Regions from separate parts of the Zea mays genome. Here region 1 is linked to region 2. The links are chromatin contacts, called in public Hi-C maps. All regions are on one chromosome and are shown on one strand. Each heading gives the region's core, a stretch centred on a gene start, on an enhancer-like site or on the middle of the called end of the contact. The rest is flanking DNA. Distances are from core to core; before and after follow the strand shown.

The links. A called contact is a pair of places that touch in the nucleus more often than the background predicts.
Region 1: a contact with region 2 is called in a Hi-C map of bundle sheath, with 2.5 times the contacts expected there. The contact joins the promoter of LOC100281673 here to the promoter of LOC103627257 in region 2. A contact is called at or near these places in 2 of 25 Hi-C or Micro-C datasets (bundle sheath and ear).

The regions. Positions count from the first base shown.
Region 1 is chr5:174,557,008-174,559,752 of Zm-B73-REFERENCE-NAM-5.0, forward strand. LOC100281673 (ubiquitin-protein ligase) reads right to left here and starts at 1,449. Exons shown (of 1, transcript NM_001154593.2): 1 at 1-1,449. The coding sequence starts at 1,271. The coding sequence ends at 15.
Region 2 is chr5:173,754,311-173,757,229 of Zm-B73-REFERENCE-NAM-5.0, forward strand. It overlaps LOC103627257 (RING-H2 finger protein ATL72), which reads right to left and starts at 1,406. Exons shown (of 1, transcript XM_008647543.4): 1 at 1-1,406.

The DNA of each region.
Region 1 (2,745 bases), core at 199-2,698, 800 kb after region 2:
TAGGACGATTACGATCAGTAGTGGTAGTGTTGGAGGAAGTCGTCGGAGTTGGCGACGCAGTCGGCGCTCGGCCAGGCGGAGCGGAGCAGCTTCAGCAGGTGCTGCGCCTTGCGCTTGGCGCGCTCCGAGCACCCGCCCTGCACCATCAGCAGCAGCCGCCCCATGGCCCCCGCCCGGACCGCCTCCGCCTGCAGCGCCTCCGACCCGCCCGCGCCCACCACCACGGCCGCCAGCGCGCCCGCCGCGTGCTCCGCGCCGCGCCCGGACATGGCGCGCACTAGCGCCGCCACGGCCGCGGGCCCGCCGCCCGCGCCGGCCACCACGGCGTCGCGCCCGCCCTCGGCGCGGCACAGCCGCTCCACGGCCGCCAGCGCGCGCTCGGGCTCCCCGGCGCCGCCCTCCGCCACGCGCCGCGCCAGCGCCGCCGCGGCCCCCGCCGCCACCGCGCGCGCGCGGTTCTCCTTCGCCAGGCACAGCGCGAACAGGGCCCGGACCCCGACGCGCACGGCGCGGGCGTTGTTGGCCTTCTCCTCCTCCGCCAGCGCCACCAGCCCGTCCATCACGCCCTCGGCGCCGCCCAGCGCAGCCCGGGCCTCGGCCCCCGACGCCGACGCCACGGCCTCCACCACGGCGCCCGCGTTCACCCTCGCCTCCAGCGGCCCGCCGCCGCCGAGGACCTTGCCGAGCCTGGCCACCCGCTCCTCCCTCCCGACCACCTCCGCGGCCTCGGCCTCCCCGAGCCCCACCAGCGCGAGCACCGCCATGGCCTCGGTCTCGAGCTCCTCGCTCGCCGCCCCGGACCCGGACCCGGACCCGAAGGCGGCCTCCACCAGCGCGGCCCTCGTCTCGTGCGTGGCCATCACCAGCCTGTTCTTGTCCGACTCCCTGGCCAGCGCCCTGAGCCTCCGCAGCGCGGGGAGCCCCGGGCCCTGCGCCACGAGGGACCGCACCAGGTCCGGGTCGGCGGGCTGCTTCGGTGTGGGGATGCGCTCCACGCCCATGGACCGGTGCGCCACGCACCACTCCTGGATCAGCCGGCGGAGGGTGTGGTTGGGGATGAGCGTGAAGTCGGCGAGCGCCGTGCGGGTCACGGGGCAGGTGGTGTTGCCCGTGGCTACCCAGGACTCGATGCTGGCGCGGTCGTAGGTCTGCCCCGTCGACACCGTCACGGGGTCGCGCATCAGCTCCAGGGAGATGGGGCACCTGAAGTACCACGGCACCTGCACCCCCGCCGTGTCCAGGCACAGACCCAGCGGCACGCTCCCCGGCATTACAAGCCCTGCTGCTGTCTTGGATCTTGGCCGACGAGCGAACTAGCACTAGCAGCTAGCTCGCGCTGGAGAGAGACGAGAGGTGGTTGAGTGAGTGGTGGTGGTGGGTTGGTGCCCTTGGTGGGTGGAGAGGAGGCTGCTGCTGACTGCAGGTGCGGTGGAGGGAGGAGACCGGCCGATTCCATTGGGAGGACGAATGGCGCCGGGTATAAGTAGGCGGGAGGTGGCCAGCACGTGTGCGTGGTGGGGGTCACTCCTTGCTGCTACTCCAACGTACGTTCGTGCCGGAGGCCGGAGCTGGGAGTGGGAATCCTTGGAGTACCATTACGGTTTACGTACTAGTACTACTTCTACCACCCCCACCGTGGGGCTCCACTCCATGCCATTGCCGCGCTCCGGGGCCGACGGCGGTGCGGTGAGGTGCGGCTCCACCGGTCGGGACTCGGGACGGGCGCGACTGCGACGTCCCAGTTGGCGGATGACGATTGGGCGCACTGCGGGCGCCAATGCGGCGGCTTTTTTAATTTTAACCTTGACCGACTGGCGGCTCGGGCGCTTGGCTTGGCTGAGGCGTTCTCCAAGGATTCCCTGAATCGTTCACTCCCCTCTGTACCCACTCTCTCTCTCTCTTTAGTCCAACGATTCACTCCCCTCTTCTCCGCGTGACAGAAAAATCCACCTCCATGGAGAGGGAGTGAGGTGGTAATGAATCATAATCCAAATACTTCCTCACAAAATATTAAAGTTTTAATTAATTTTTTGTTCAAAAATAAATAGAAATATGGTTCGATCCTAACTTGATCCTTAAACCTTACAGTGTAAAATTTAGAGTTCATTGTCACCCATAAAAGGGAGCTCGAAGCTCACAAACACTAATTAATCATATTTACTGTAAAATTATTTTTTTAGTATAATTAATATATAATAATGTGTATTACGATACTATAAATATTGTAGAAATTTTTAAAACTCTAAAACTAATGTATATAAAAATTAAATAGGGCACTTAAAGTATAAAGATGAGCTGAATAGGCATAACTGTTGGAGAGGAGGAGAAATATGGAGAATAATAGTTGAGAAATAGGTAATTAAACATGAATAAAAATACGAATGAGAGATTTGGGAGGAGGAATAGTTGGAGAGAGCCTTAGGCCGAGACTATTAGCGGACAAGCGAGGCCAACAGACGACACACGCCTCCACCTTGTCCCTCCATGGCACGGTAGGGGGCCACGGCGCAGCGGGCCAGACAGATCTAGGAATATTTTTTGAGATTATTTACTCGCTGACGCGCTAGTGCTATGCTGCGCAGTGCATACAATCAGGGGCAGACCCACGTTATGTTGAGTGGGAGCATAGGCTTCTCATTCAATTTTCTGGTTTTAATAGACAATTTTATCTTTATTTAATTTAATGTAGCTAAGTTAATAGGTTTCTATTTATATCCTCACTTAGATGTTAGGTATCTACTCAAA
Region 2 (2,919 bases), core at 156-2,655:
CCTGATCATGGGTGTAAAGCAGGATAAGGGAGGCTTAGCAGCACACATGCAGCAGCAAGAGATGGATTAGAAAAGGGAGATCAGGCACTGAATTATTTGCTAGTGTTGCACTCTTTTTGCAGGCCATGTGGCATGTGGGGGAGGCTGTATCTTTGACCTCTGCCACTCCTTGCCATACCGTGTGGTTCATGGCAACTGAATTATTTGTGAACTTTGGGGGGTCAAACTCTGGTCCAGCCAGCCAACTCAACTCGTGGGCATGGTCTGCCCAAGGGAAAGCATATATGATAGTGAGTTTGACTTCCAAAAATCCGGTTTCTTTCCAGATTGCAATTATTGTACACTCGCAGGTACTAGTAGATTAATTAACATCTTGACTACTATTACTACTGACTAAAACAAATTAAAGCATACATATGATAAATGCAACTCTGTCTGTGACACTAGTGCCTTCTTGTATCACTTATAGGAAACATCCTTCAACTTGATAGACCTTCAACTTGACAAAAAGACGGGAGCTGTGTGTGTGTGTGAGAGAGAGAGAGAAACCATGGTCCAAGAAAGTTGAGTTTGACTAGTATGACAGCTGACAGTAACACTAACACACACCAACCAATCTTGTAGAGAATCGTATCCTCGATCTTGGAGCAATCATGAGGCAGTAACATACCAAGACAATGAAGCATGTGAGCACGATCGATGGTGAAGCTGACAAAGCAACTAATTACCACTCACAAACCACGTCGCATTTTTGCATATGCTGATTGGCTGCTTCTGATCCCTTCCACTTCGAACAGTGAGCAGAGCTCGCAACTCCGACCCACAAGCTTTGCCTGCTTTCGAGGATGCATGGCGCGCCCCAGGTCAGCTGCCTCCAACGATGATTGTCTCGTTAGTTGCATTTCCTGGAATGTCTAATCTTGCTAAACTGCAGGTTCAGAGTCTTATGTTTTCTTTCTGTCTTAGTTTTCTCACGAAAAGATCGTTTTCATATGTGACTGTCTCCACTATCCAGGAAGCAAAAGAATGTTCTGCCACAGGCACACTGGGAGTCTGGGACGATTCTGATTGTTGACAAGTATAAAAGTGAATTAGCCATAAGTGCACCCTTTTTTTTATTCCATCGACTTAAGCTACATGCAATTCAATAGGGTATCACAGGGCCAGAGTTCTCAAGCTTGAATCCTGATGAGCCAAATTAAATTAAATAATTACAGCCGACTTCTATTTCTATGTTTGAGGCCTGAGGGAGGGAACACATGTGGGAAGTATAGGCTAATTCGACACCTCTGTCTCTTTGCGTAAGCTTTGGCTCGATAGCTGAAAAGGCAGCCACGTGCAGAAATCAGAACGTGGATTAAGAAAGGGACGGAAAGCAAAAATAGGCGAATTGACAAGCAGAATGATAACGGACATCCATTCTGGGATAGTGGGACTTCGTTCGCAGAAGTTCATAAGGAACAATAGGATAAGCATAGGGCCTAGCTTTATCAGGTTTCCGCAAAAGCTTATAAGGAACAATGTTTTTCGAAGCGAAAACAAGAAACACAGACTTTTTCTTCTTCTTCTTCTTCTTCTTCTTCAAAAACGCTTAAGATAATGAGATAATTATGCTTAAAGCCTTGTTTAGATGCCCATGTATCTACTTCAACGTATGTGTGTTGTAGTGGTTGGATTAAGGCATATATATGGGTATCCAAGCAGGCTCTAAGCGAGCAAGACGATGGCCACGTTTTGACGAGCTGTTTACTTCCCTGCCTACCCAAATTTGAGTTGCAACAGATTTGTGCAACAACACTGTAGCTTTTTAATCCCAAAAAAAAGCCTGTAACACGTTCTAAAGAAAGGGCAAACCAGATAAGTATGCCCAGTAGCTTACCAGATGCATGTCCCAATGCGATCCATATAATCCTTCAAATATCTCGATAAAAAAAATTATGCACTGATCGTGGCAAATATATGTCTCATGTAGGAGTAGTATATATACACACTTATTATAAAAAAGGTTATCCTTCCAGTATTCTGGCATGGCCAACAGTGCGTAGCAAATGGAGAAGAATGGAAGCGCACCACTGAGTGGATAAGAAGATGGTCCACCACACACTCAAAACTTGATCCAAAATGTAGCGGGGGAGGAAACCAATATTGAATGAAATGAATAATGACTGCCATGAAAGTTTAAACAAAGCATAAAAAAAGGAACCAAAACATCGAAGGACCTTCACTTGCTTGATCTAGCGTTCCCGTACTGCGCAAAGACAGTTCTGTTTTCTACACTTGAACGCGCCGGTTTTTGTATGGATTAAAAAAAACCTGTGTGGGATAAACAAAGTAGGAGAAAAGTTATTCCACTCGTCGATACATCATACATATAGAAGAACCACCTGCTTTTGTTGAGCATTCAAGGTTGAGGCCAGATAGCGATGAATATGATCTTTGGTGCACCCTGAGCTTCTATTCCTATCCGATCGAAAGCAACTTCACCTTTTTTTTTTTCAACCAATGGCATATGAGGATCTCACCGTGGACATATTGTGCGGAGTCAACTATGACTTAGGGGTGCTTGAATACACTGTAGCTAATAGTTAGGATATATTTGAATACACTAGAGATAATAGTTAGTGGCTAAAATTAGCTAAAGACATCTAAACACCCTAACTAATATTTCATCTATTAGCTATTTTTAGTAAATTAGTTGTTAGTTAGCTAGCTAATTCTACTAGTAAATTTTTAACTCTAGTGCATTTAAATACCCTCTTAGTTAGCTACATGACTACACGACTCTAGCTACATGACTCTAGCTTACCCAAAAAAACAACAACAACACTAGCTTATAAAAAACAACAGATACAATCCACCTTTTGTGCCACCAAGATGCTATACACATTTGTGAAAAGGGGAAAACAAAATGACTTGTTT